Linked DNA regions of Mus musculus: region 2 is linked to region 1. The links are chromatin contacts, called in public HiChIP or PLAC-seq maps. All regions are on one chromosome and are shown on one strand. Each heading gives the region's core, a stretch centred on a gene start, on an enhancer-like site or on the middle of the called end of the contact. The rest is flanking DNA. Distances are from core to core; before and after follow the strand shown. Region 1 has its middle 18 kb from the start of Gm30310. Region 2 has its middle 100 kb from the start of Gm41418.

What was found. HiChIP or PLAC-seq counts read pairs in DNA pulled down with a chosen protein or histone mark.
Region 2: a contact with region 1 is called in a FOXA1 HiChIP or PLAC-seq map of pancreatic cancer cells. The contact joins two enhancer-like sites. A contact is called at or near these places in 2 of 115 datasets of contacts at active chromatin or transcription factors (embryonic stem cells and pancreatic cancer cells).

Annotation. Positions count from the first base shown.
Region 1 is chr16:8,860,294-8,866,925 of GRCm38.p6, reverse strand. No RefSeq gene overlaps it. Among named protein-coding and RNA genes, the nearest start is that of Gm30310, 18 kb to the left of the region's middle. Within about 2 kb of position 4,490, at least 157 of the 459 cell types and tissues checked have an H3K27ac peak or open chromatin away from gene starts, as enhancers often do. A contact at or near this core is called in pancreatic cancer cells, where this site is marked.
Region 2 is chr16:9,174,205-9,181,024 of GRCm38.p6, reverse strand. No RefSeq gene overlaps it. Among named protein-coding and RNA genes, the nearest start is that of Gm41418, 100 kb to the left of the region's middle. Within about 2 kb of position 4,929, at least 16 of the 459 cell types and tissues checked have an H3K27ac peak or open chromatin away from gene starts, as enhancers often do. A contact at or near this core is called in pancreatic cancer cells, where this site is marked.

The DNA of each region.
Region 1 (6,632 bases), core at 3,241-5,740:
AAGTCACACCCACTCCAACAAAGCCATACCTAACAGTACTACTCCCAATGGGTCTATGGAGCCCAATCACACTCAAACTACAATAGCCCCCATAGGTGATTTCATACGTTTTTCAACAGTTAGTGGAACTGTTTTGGAAGGTTTAAAAAGTACGGCCTTACTGGAGGAAGTGTGTCATTGAGGTGTGGCTTTGAGGTTTCAAAAGCACATACAAAGCACATAACAGGCCCAGAGTGTGCCTATGTCTCTCTCCACACCCCACCCCCACCATACCTCCATACCTTCATCCCTTCCTCTCCCTCTCCTTTTACCTGTCTGCCAGCAGATCAGGATGTTAGCTCTCATCCCCCAGCCTGCCTACCACCATACTTTCTGACATGATGATCATAGACTAACCCTCTGACAGTGTAAGCAATGTCCCCCAATTAAATGTTTTATTTTATGTCTCCTTGGTCATGGTGTTTCCTCACAGCAAAAAAAAAAAAACGGTAACTAAGACCTCTCCCTTTTGCCCTGTACGAACACAAGGATTACAGAAGCACATCCCTGTAATATCCCTGGAGTCTGGGGATTTGAACTCAAGTTCTCACATCTGGCTAGCAATAGTTTATCCACTAAGCCATGTCCCTATCTCTAGATCATAGCTGATGTAGGGGGATACATACACACACACACATACATATACACACAGAGACACTAAGCTTAATTCAGAAAATCAATTCCTACCATCTGCTTTGAGCATTCACTTAAGAGTGCATGCAAGCAGTATGGCTGGATATTTATTTCTGTTCTTTGTGTACCAGCAGTCTGCCTGAAGATCAACATGAGATGTGAAGGTATCAAGTCTGGTGGGAGGATGTTGATTAAAAACTTAATGGGAGGGCTGGAGAGATGGCTCAGTGGTTAAGAGCACTGACTGTTCTTCCAAAGGTCCTGAGTTCAAGTCCCAGCAACCACACGATGGCTCACAACCACCTGCAATGTGATCTGATGCCCTCTTCTGGTGTGTCTGAAGACAACTACAGTGTAATCATGTACATAAAGTAAATAAATATTTAAAGGGGAGGGGTGGCTGGAGAGATGGCATAGTGGTTAAAAGCAATGACTGCTCTTCCAAAGGTTCTGAGTTCAATTCCCAAGCACACACATGGTGGCTCACAAACATCTATAATCAGGATCTGATACCCTCTTCTGGTGTGTCTAAAGATAGTGATAGTGTACTCATATACATGAAATAAATAATTCTTAAAAACATGACACACAATATCAAGGATATCAAATAACCCCAAATGTTACTCTCCCATGGAATCTCAAGCTCCGAAGGGTCCAAGTTTGAGAAGTAAGCCACTTACCTTTGTGAGAAAGTGCACATTCCTGCTTCCAGGGTTACCAGATGGTACATGTGTTCAAAGCACCCAGGAGGGTTCGGTAACGTTTATCAGAATGGTGTGACAACTGGAACTCACTGTACCTCAAGACTGCTGACCTCTGTTTCTGCAGGACTGGCCATGAGTTTTTTGCCTCTGGCCAGTGGTTAACAGGTTTGTAACCACAGTTGGAACCTCTGGAAGGACTTTGGATAGAGCCCTGGTGAATGGCTGTATCCCTCATCTAGGAATGAATGAGAAGTTAGAGGGCTGAAGCAGGACCTGACCCTAAGATGGTCACTGGGTGACCATCACACACTGGTCCTGGGTGAACCACCAGCTCAAATCCAGGATGGGGAGGGTACAGCACCAATCCACTCTTCAGGTTTCCAAAACAGAACCTCCCAGTGGGTTTCGTTGAGTCAAGGTGCTCTGAACACACAAGCAAGGAATGGAGGCACATCCCTGTAGTCTAAGGCCAGTCTGACCAGTGTAGGAGTATCAAAATGCTGAGTGTGCAAGTGTGCTTCAGTCTGGTCAAATCACAGAGGCAGGTACAGGGCAAATCACGTGACTGTCCTTAAAGAGGTGACCGCTTTGAAACCATGCCCTTAAGGAGTCACCTATTTCTACCATTTAACCTGCTCACACCTCATATATCCACAGCCTTGGCTTAGTACTTGATAAACCTTAAGATGACATGGGCTGCGGGTCAGAGTACTGAGACCCAGTTTGAGACAAAATGCAAAGGAGGCCAAGGTGAGACCGGTGCTGATCCTTCTATGAATGATTCTGGGGAGTCCCTTGGGTGCTGGAGGTGTAGTTTCAGAGAACCAAGGGGGTAGGAAGCACCTGGACCCTGGGTTATAGCAGCAGGTCCACTGGATTCAAACCATGCCTTGCTCCAAAATTCATTAGCTCTGCGACAGCATGTCTGGAGGGCCTATTGCTTTAAGGCCCTGGGGGGGGGGGGGGGGGGGAGGGGCGGAGCCCTGTTTCTCTGGAAGCAGCTTAGAAATATTTTTGTCTCCACAAGCTTCCACCCAAATAGGAAGTGAGTCACGGAAGAATGTAGGGTTCCTGGCTGTAGGGGGATTCAGGCCGACCTTTTGAAAATGGAGCTTTTGTGGAGGCCTGGCTCCAAGGTAAGAAACAGTGCAGAATCTGTTTACCTTCCTGGGTGACATGTAGCTTCCAGAAGATCTTGGAATCACTCAGGGGTGCCACACCCAAGCTTTCCAGGGTCATGTAAATGTTTGCAGTCTGGCCCTGGGCACTTAGAGGTGAGGCACTGACGCACCCCACACACCCCTGTGCTTCCTTGATTTGAACCCAAACGTAAGATAAACAGGAGCCATCTACAAGTGCTTTCTCGACAGACCAGAAATTGGATAGATCCTGGTTCTGGTGATTCAGCCATTCCCTTAACCCTTCAGTGCCTCACTGTTCTCATCAATAAGATAAGAAGGTATTTACTACATGAGACAAAGCCACCCAGGTTTATGCAGACACATTAAAACAGTAAACCAGTAAGGAAGTCACAAAACAAAATGCAAAAGTCAGGAATTAGAATTTTGCACTAGAACATGCAACTGGAGTAAGAGAAGGAAGGCTCAAGTGGCTCAGAAAGTGGTAACTCCGGCCATGCCTCAGAAGGGCCAGCTGAGGGTGTGGGGGTGGTAGAAATAATCTGCATCTTCCTCGTTAAGGAGCCTTTCCTTCCAGATACTGGTCCCCTCAGTACCCCATGCAAGCATGTTATTAAATACCCAGAAACGTGGGTTTCCTGGCATTCCAAAGGTTCTAGAAACCCAAATGAAGGTAGAAGCTTCAGGAATAGGTTTAAAAGGGGGTTTAGATCCAGCAGGCACTAGCTAGCACTGTACTGAAGGTGGAGGGAGTGCTAGAAACACAGGCAACCTGTTCATGGTGATAGTCTCATTATGCTTCCCACACACACCTATAAACAAGCCAGTCTTCTCATCTGGGTACATGGTCCACCTCAACTCTCTTGGAGAAATGTGCCACAGTCATCTCAAAGGATCCACTAGGACCCTCTGATATGCTATCAGGCAGGAGCACTTTCTACATCGTCCTTCACACCTGAAATGGTACTTTTGGTTACTGGCTTGCAAGAACAGATGTTTGTGAATGATCTTTAAAGGTAGGGCATCCAGCCTATAACAGGATTTCAAAAGTGATGAGCTGGTTGGCTGGGCAGTGGTGGCGCACGTCTGGAATCCCAGCACTTGGGGGGCAGAGGCAGGCAGTTTTCTGAGTTCGAGGCCAGCCTGGTCTACAGAGTGAGTTCCAGGACAGCCAGGGCTACACAGAGAAACCCTGTCTCGCAAAACCAAAAACCAAACAAAAAAGTAATGAGCTGCAACTGTGCTTCTGTATCTAGGACCTGGTGAGTTTACTGCAATGGCTGGTGCAGTTTAGAACCAAGTCTTCTCTGCTGGATCCATCAGACTTGACCTTAATTCCGTTTCCCTCATAGCAGGTGTGGCTCCAGAAGACCTGCCCTAGATGAACTGCAGAGCAGAAACTCACCTGTACCTGTACATACAAACCCCCAAGTATAGTGTCATTTAAAAAACATTAAAACAAATGTCAGGACTCAGAACTTCCTTTTATTTAATTCACCTTTATGCCGAGAAAAGCAAGGGAGCAATGCTCAGTAGACAGAGCATACCCACAAGAGCGCCAGGCTGAGCATGCACAGACCTGAAGCCCTAGCTCCAGGTTCTCTGGATTTAACTCTCCTTCCCATGTCACCATCTGCCAGGAAAATTCCACTGCAACACTCTGGGGGTAACCTACAGCTTGCCTGTGGTTAGGGCAGAGCGCCTGAAGGAAGGACTCCAGGGGCAGGATGGTCAGCAGAGACCTAGGCCCGAGGGCAGCCAATTCTCAGGTTTAGTTAAGAGTCCAGGACTTTAAGCCAAAGACTTCAGTGATCAGGGAAGTAGATGCTGTTCTGCCCCAAACCTTTGGTCTCTATATGCTTGTAATCAATCACAGGAAGTGAATCCAGGAATGTTTTAAACCACAGGAGACACAGCACTGCCAGGTCATATCGGGTGAGTCATACCACAGCCTCTGACAGTGGCAATGCCAACTTCCTCCTGACCAGCCCAGTGATTAAGCCTGCCCCAGAGAAATGCAATGATCACAGTGGCTTCCTCCAAGCCTAGGGCCTGATGAGCCTAGTGCCAATGGTCACCTACAAAGAACCTAGCAAGGGGCCAGCCCAACACCCCTTCTGCAGAACTGTCAGCAGCTCCCGAGTGGTGGTTCTTTACTTACAGAGCTTTGAGTATCTTTAAGAAGAAAACAATACCTAGTTTTTCTGGGGTACAGCTTGAGAAAGGCTGCTTCTAATACACAAAGTTGAAACTATGAAATTGGAGAGAAGAGTGTTTTAGAATTGGAGGCTGGAAACTGGAACAGAATCCAAGAGACCAAGGAAAATTTGAGATGCCCACATCAGAGGGTATCCAAGTGTCTATTGACATCTTCACCATGTAACAGGATCCAGGAAGGGCTGAAGGTAAGTAGCTAGGGGCAAAACTGGATTTTCATCCACACCTCACCAACCCAAATCCATGCTTCTAATCACACATGTTCTATAGTTCTTAGCAATCTAAAGGCCCAAGGTGTGTGTGTGGGGGGGGGGGGGACCTTTTATGAAAACTTTTGAGTTTTGTTTTGTTTTGAGACAGGGTTTCTCTGTGTAGCCCTGGCTGTCCTGAACTAGACTAGGCTGGTCTCAAACTCAGAGATCACCTGGCTCTACCTCTGGGACTAAGTGAGTGGGATTAAGGCATGCTTCACCATCATCTGGCTTTTTAAAACCACATTTCAATCTATTTCCTCATCCAGGAACTATCCATACCCACCCTAGTTATTGCTGGGTGTTACTAGTCCAGGACCCAGGTTCTCACGATGAAGGTGATGTTGCTATGGCATCATACAGCATGTTCAGCAAGTACCCAGGAAACTACAGAATCCATCCTCCAGTCGGGCAGTGGCACACGCCTTTAATCCCAGCACTTGGGAGGAAGAGGCAGGCGGATTTCTGAGTTCAAGGCCAGCCTGGTCTACAGAGTGAGTTCCAGGACAGCCAGGGCTACACAGAGAAACCCTGTCTCAAAAAAAAAAAAAAATCCATCCTCCAAAAAGGTGAATGCCGAGTCTGAGGCTTATCAGTAGAAGCTGTGAACATGTGTATGTACTCTTGACTTTCTTGAAGGAGTTATTTTTCACTGGAGATCATTGGTCCACAATGTGAAAAACCGAGATGAGCAAGAGGCAAGCCTTCCTGCACTTACTCAGTGTATTCCGTAACCCACACAGTTCTATTCAACCTTAAAACACTTGCAGCTACACAATATTACTGTACCCCAAGAACAGAGAGCAATGGTCTAAGAATCTCCTCAAATCTCCACTACAATTCCTGGGTGGACTTAGGGATATGTGCATTCTTTTTTTTTTTTTTTTTAAAGCTAGATTTGGTTCTTTTTTTTTTTTTTTTTTTTTTAAAGATTTATTTATTTATTATATGTAAGTACACTGTAGCTGTCTTCAGACATTCCAGAAGAGGGCGTCAGATCTCGTTACGGATGGTTGTGAGCCACCATGTGGTTGCTGGGATTTGAACTCCTGACCTTCGGGAGAGCAGTCGGGTGCTCTTACCCACTGAGCCATCTCACCAGCCCCGGATATGTGCATTCTAAGTACAAAAGTAAATACTGAGGCTACTGGGTCCCCAGGAGCTGAGACAGCTCATACCTTTAAGACCTTCCTGTGGCGGGCTACAAAACACCACTCTGGGCTTGCAGAGTCCAGAGTGTCTTGTCTTGATACCTATGCCGGAACTCTCCAAAGCAGCGGCAGACAACGTGCGTCCAGGACTTCCTCTGGCCACCAGACCTGGAGCACAGAATTCTACAACACCAACAGCTAAATCTGTGGTGCTATGACCTGCCCACATGCCCCACAGTCAGAGGCTTTTTTACCATTCAGAAATGATGAAACTGGGCCAGGAAAGGTAAAAAGCTAGAAGCCAGCCAGGCACTGAAACACACAAATCACCCAGTAAATCAGCTTCCTTCATAGGAGAGGTGAAAATAAAACTCCAAGGTCTGCTGCAAAGAAGCCTAGACCCATACTGCTGGCTGGGATACATGGCAACAGACAAGTGACCGCAATGCGAGGGTCTATCTGCATTGGTGCTTTGATAGTGTGGTAGTTTTTTTTGTG
Region 2 (6,820 bases), core at 3,680-6,179, 310 kb before region 1:
CTGCATGCAGCAAAACGCTGGGTCCTGTTTACGTAACCAGTTTGTTAGTCTATGTCTTTTTATTGGGGATTTGAGTCCATTGATATTAAGAGATATTAAGGAATAGTGATTGTTGCTTCCTGTTGTTTTTTATGTTATTTTTATGGTTGTGTGGCTATCTTCTTTTGGGTTTGTTGAAAGAAGATTACTTTCTTGCTTTTTCTAGGGTATAGTTTCCCTCCTTGTGTTGGCATTTTCCATCTATTATCCTCTGTAAGGCTGGATTTGTGGAAAGATATTGTGTAAATTTGGTTTTGTCATGGAACATCTTGGTATCTCCATCTATGGTAATTGAGAGTTTTGCTGAGTATAGTAGTCTGGACTGGCATTTGTGTTCTCTTAGGGTCTGTTTGAGATCTGCCCAAGATCCTCTAGCTTTTATAGTCTCTCATGAGAAATCTGGTGTTATTCTAATAGGCCTGCCTTTATATGTTACTTGACCTTTTCCCCTCACTGCTTTTAATATTCTTTCTTGGTGTAGTGCATTTGGTATTTTGATTATTATGGGACGGGAAGAATTTCTTTTCTAGTTCAATCTATTTGAAGTTCTGTAGGCTTCTTCTATGATCATGGTCACCACTTTCTTTAGGTTAGGGAAGTTTTCTTCTGTAATTTTGTTGAGGCTATTTATTGGCCCTTTAAGTTGGGAATCTTTGCTCTCTTCTATACCTATTATCCTTAGGTTTGGTCTTCTCATTGTGTCCTGGATTTCCTGGATGTTTTGGGTTAGGAGCTTTTTGCATTTTCTTTTACTTTTGTGTCAATGTTTTCTATGGTATCTTCTGCACCTGAGATTCTCTCTTCTATTGTATTCTGTTGGTGATGCTTTCATCTATGACTCCTAATCTCTTTCCTATGCTTTCTATCTCCACTGTTGTCTCCCTTTATGATTTCTTTATTGTTTCTATTTCCATTTTTAGATCTTCAGTGATTTTGTTCAGTTCCTTCACCTGTTTTATTGTGTTTTCCTGTAATTCTTTAAGGGGTTTTTGTGTTTACCTGTTTTCACCTGTATTTCTTTAAGGCAGTTACTTATATCCTTCTTAAAGTCCTCTATCATCATCATGAGATGTGATTTTAAATAAGAGTCTTGCTTTTCTGGTGTGTTGGGGTATCCAGGGCTCTCTGTGGTGGGAGAACTGGGTTCTAATGATGCCAAGTAGCCTTGGTTTCTGTTGCTTATATTCTTGTGCTTGCCTTTCGCCATCTGGTTATCTCTGGTGTTAGCTGGTCTTGCTGTCTCTGACTGTATCTTGTTCATCCTTCAAGCCTGTGTGTCAGTATTCTGGGAGACCAGTTCTCTCCAGGAGGAATTTGGGTATGGAGAGCTGTGGTACAGGGTCAGCTCTGGGGTGCAGACACAAACCAGAAGGATCCTGTCCCCAGCTGATCCTTGGTTCCTGTGTCCTGATGGCTCTGGGAGGGTTCCTCTTGGGCCAGGAATTTGAAAAGAAGTGGTGGTCTTACCTGTGCTTGCAGGTTTGTAGGCACTCCTGGGAGACTATGTCTCTCCTGTCAGTATTTGTGTATGTAGCTCTGTGGCACAAGATCAGCTCTGGGTGCAGATGGAAACCGGTAAACTCTTGTCCCAGACAGCCCCTCCGTTCCTGTGTCCCGAGGGTTCTGGGCAGGTTCCTCTGAGCAGCAGTGATGGTCCTACCTGCACTTACAGGCCTGTCTGCCCTGAATGCCCTTCTAATAAAAGAAACCATAGATACTTTTTGGCTAAGGGGCAGAAGAGGTAAGAACTCACCATCAGTGGCTTCTCTATCAGACAGTGGATTTGGAGAAGCTAGGACCCTGTCCAGTTGTGCAAATACTCATTCTGGCATCAGCCAAGGACTTAAGAAACCTCAAGGAGAGCCTGGCGTATATGAGCTCTCTGAATTGCTGCAGGAAAAGGATAGCCTTTGTTGGAGTCTTTAAAACTGCTGTGAGATTCCCATCCCCTGGGAAATGAACACAACTCCATTGAAGCTTTGGCTTGGGAGCTGAGTTCTAACCTATTACATCTGAGCTTAACTCTGTAATGTCTCTCCACCTCCCTGTGATAAAGGCAAGTTCCCCCTAAAGGTCTGATCACAGTTGGGATATGCCCCCACATCCCCACACCCTCATCTTCCAGGATGCTCTCATACTTCATTCACCCTTCAACCATCCTGCCATACCTATGACTCTAAACTCATGATTTGTTCCTTCTGCATAGTGCACCTTTTCCTCCCCTGTATGTCCACTCAGATCCCCCTTTATACTTCAAACTCTGGATTCCAAATCTGTCCTATAGCAGGACTTTCAGACCCACAAGCAGTATAAATAATGACACAGAGGCTTTTTAATATTTTAAGCTTGAGTCTTTTTGTAGGGCAGTCTCCCAACTAGCCATCTAGCATTATCTGACTAATCCTAGGATCACATCCTTCCCCATGGCTACATCTACCTCTCTGCTCTGTTCTGGTCAATCCTTCACCTCTGTATCCTCTAGCGGATCTCCTACCTCTTCTTTCTTCTCCCAGCTGCCCCTGCCCCTCTCTTGAAAGTTCTGCCTTCTACTTCTTGCTCAGCTATTGGATCAGATCTTTATTAAGATCATTCAGATACAAGTCTAGGTTCCATCTAGGCTAGTAAGGAAGAAACAATACCAAGATTCTGGCAGCATTTAGCTCTCTGCAGGTTCAGAATTAACATATGAGTATACAGAGACATGCCTTCCCACAATGTATCCCAGCATTGTCCTTTATGATCTTCCTTCACCCCTTTAAATAAAACAGACTAAAAGGTCATAAGCATAAAAATAAAGCTTGCTTGTCTCATATGTAAGGAAACAGAGAGATTGGGCTGTGGATCCCAAGGCATTAGACTAGGTATTAAACTCGCTCTACACAGTATGATCTCTTTACAGTTAATGCATAGACATAGACACTCTGTGATCCACTTTTGTCTCTGCATCTATCTATACATCATGATAGCTGCTGGACTAGCATTTAGGGTTTAAAGTGCCTTTAAACCATCTGAGAAATAGAAATAATGATAAAATAAAAAGCAAACTGAGGCTAGGGATGAAACAGTTGATAGACTGATTGCCTAGCAAGTGTGAGGCCCCAGGCTGGAGCCACAAGTCTGCAAAAACTTTGAGGTGAAGCCTATGTTCTTAACCCTGAAAGGAGGAGACAGTAGGGTAAGGTGTTTCAGGTCATCCTCAACTACATAATGAATTCAAAGCCAGCCTGAGTTTCATAAGACCCTGCATCTACAAACACTAATAGCAATGATAAGGTACAGTCAAATCATAGCTAGGGACAGAGTGAAAATGTGTGGGAACCAAACTGCAAAGTCTAGCACACATGTGAACTCAGACAAAGGTAGCTGTTGCTATCTGAGGGATGCGGAAGACAATGGTAATAACACTCACTGAGAGTCCATTAAAGGCTTCAATTCAATGCAGGGGTGGCACTGTCACTAATATCTATAAATCAAACATGTGTGCTGAAACTTAACTTTCACACATATTCAACAAGTCCCTGCCTGGGCAGTCAGCTTTTTTGCCAAATGGTCTTTCCTGCACCATTGCTGTCTTTTTGATATGATTTATTTAGCTATTTCATTTCATTTCAGCCTTTACTAGTTCTTAAAAGGTGAACAAAGGCAAAAAAAAAAAGTAACTGCTAGCTTTAGCAATGAGGGATCAAATCTCAGCCATTATTGAGATGAGCAAGCATGCCACTGATAAAGGAAAAAAGATAAAATTGTATATTAATGGTGTAATATTGCTTCCAAGTACGTCTAATGGATGAGCCACAAAAACATTATGCTAAGTGAAAGGAAACAGATACAATAGCCCACATACTATGTGATTTTATCATACAAAAGCCTAGAAAAATAAAATGCATAGAGACAGAAAATAGATTAGAGTTTGCCTTGGGCAGAAGGAATAAAAAAGTGATGGAAAGGCAGAGGGTTTCTGATGCTGCCATGAAATGCCTGACAAGACAAACCAATGTGAGGAAAGGAGGGGCAATTCCAGCTCTTAGTTCAGGGTACAGTCCTTCTGGCAAGGAAGGCCTGGAAGCAGGAGCTAGGAGCAGCTGGGCACGCTGCATCCACAGGCAGGGAGCAGAGAGTGATGTGTGTCTGTACTCAGCTCACTGTCTCATTTTTATGACCCAATGGGATGGTGCCACCCATATTTATGGTGGATCTTCCCACTGAAGGACCCTAAAGGTTTATGCCAGACTTACACTGTCCCCCCTTACAGATTCCTCCTCCTTCCTGGGGTCAAGGCTAGGCCAAGTTCTGTTCTCCACCCACAGGAACATTCTTGAGTAAACAATTCTCATTCTCAGAAAAACCACAGAATGTACTGACTGACGGTCACCTGACCCTCTGGAAAGTCCCAGGTAGAGTTCAAATGCACGTCATATTTGCTAGCCAATAGATTTAAAGGTCAATATGCTTAGCCAATAAGTTTGAACTGTAACCTTGCAGATGTACCCCTAAAAAATATAAAAACTGTTTGTAATAGCCATTACTGGCCGCCTTCTAGTCACTTATCTTGAGGGACTAATTGAAGATCAATCCCAATGCACCAGAAAATAAACCTCTTGTTTTTGCATCGATTTGCATCTTGGTGTCTCACTCATGGGCATCTCGAAGTAAGTACCACTGACTGAGGGTAGGGGTCTTACACCACTTCAATGAGTATGTGCTGAATAATCCCAGATTATGTGAGGCCCAGAGGCTTGTCTCCTAAATGACTCTAAACCTATCAAGTTGACAATCACTATTAGTCACTATAGAAACTAAAGATATTTTCACTTCTGTGTCTCTCAACCCTGTAAGCCTCTACCTATATAAACACACATACTCAGATACTGGTACTTGTGGTCAAAAAGCATATAAATCTTCTGCTTGACTTCTACATATTTGCTATTTGCAAGTGTCACATAGGGAAGCATGTGTAATTGTCTTGAGTTGTGATGCTCTGGAATGCATGACTCTAACTTCTTCAACTCTGAACCCACCAGCCACCAGTAAGAGCTAAAGTGATCTGAAGATAAATGAAGCCCCTTCTGTTGATTTTTGTCTATATGTAGTAGGTGAGGGCAGGCACAAAATAAGGCGAGAGCCTGTGATTGGGCAGTGGAAAAGGAAAGTGGGCTAAGAAATTTAGAGACAAGGGCAGAGAGACAGGGGAAGAAGAAAGAAAGGAGGAAAAGAGATAAAAATAGAACCTATAGAAGAGGAAGAGAAGCCATAACCACACAGGTCTGGGAGCCATAAATATTGGAGATTCCTTAGGTATGTGATTAAATAACAGTAGGGTGTGTATGCCCCATCTAGGGATATAGCTTTTGTTTATATCAACTGAGTTTTGAGTTCATTGTGTGGGCATTTTGTGGGTTGAGAATTTACTAATATAAATCTGACTGATAAATCAATCACAAGCCTCTAGAGTTTTGATTTTACCAGGGCTGACAATGTAAACAGAATCTGCAACAACAAAACCACACAAGATGGGAAGTCACTACATGGAGCTACCCATAAAGGTGGCAAGACCATAGGAGCCAGAGAGTAACCAGCAATAGCGAAAGATTTTGCCTTTTTAAATATTTCCCACTGCAGGTGGCGCCTAATGTGGGGCAGAAATCTACTAAAAAATTTGTGATTCTTAGCCTAAGAGTTAGAGATTTAGTCTGGGTGACCAAATCAAAACAGAGTTGGGTCACATAATGCGTCAGGCACAGGAACCTTAAACCAAAGAAAGAGGGCTCTAAGGTCCCCTGCTGTGAAAAGAAGCAAGATGGCTGCTCTGATGGTTGAATAGAAGCTGCCTACTTCTTGGGACAGATATTGATTTAACTATAAATTTATAAAATTAGGATTATTTGTTTTTAAGGTAGATATATACAGATTTTGTCCAAATCATATGGGAAATTTCACCTACAATTCAGAACTAGAATAGGGAAAATTAGTCACTGACTCCAAGTAGAGAGCAGTGATAACTGCCTGCAATAAACAGGTATTGATAGAAGTCTGTGGCTCCAGGTAGAGAATATAACAGATAGATTCTATAAAAAGAATTAATAAGTGGAAGTCTGATTTCAGATAGAGAACATAACATATAAATGATATATTAAAGTCTACAGGAAACTCTGTTCTTTGTTCGTGGGCTCCACGGAAATTTTGGGTTAAAATCCTGGTTTGACTAGCTGCCTGCTTCTTATTAACAGGTATTAATAGAAGTGTGATTAAATTGTTTTTATAGTTAGAAAGAGAGAATATAGTTTTTTTGTTGTTTTATTATTCCTCTAGAAGAGAGAGAAAAATACAAGCTTTCCTGGTTGCCAATTGAAGGATATGCTGATTTGGAATAAAGATTTTAGAAAAAGTGATTAGTATCTATACACCTTCCATAGTTATATGAATCAGATATGATGGGGAAGACCACCCAAAAATAGATTCAGGTGAATCAAACAAACAAACAAATTCTTTGTGCCATCCTTCACATGGCATGAATGAAGACTTATGATTAGAGCAAAATTTCATCCTAGCTAGTCTGAACACCCTACACAAACTAATACAATGCATACAGATATCTTGATGATACTAAAATTTTGTTTTAAGATTTATATATTACAGAATATACAGCCTTGGTATGTCTCATAGTAAGTCATATTAAACTGATTACTTACCCTCCAGATCTCTTGAACTTCAGCTAGATCCAGTCAGGACACAGATATCAGAGATTAAAACAATCATTGGTGTGGCCTTCTTAAGGCAACCA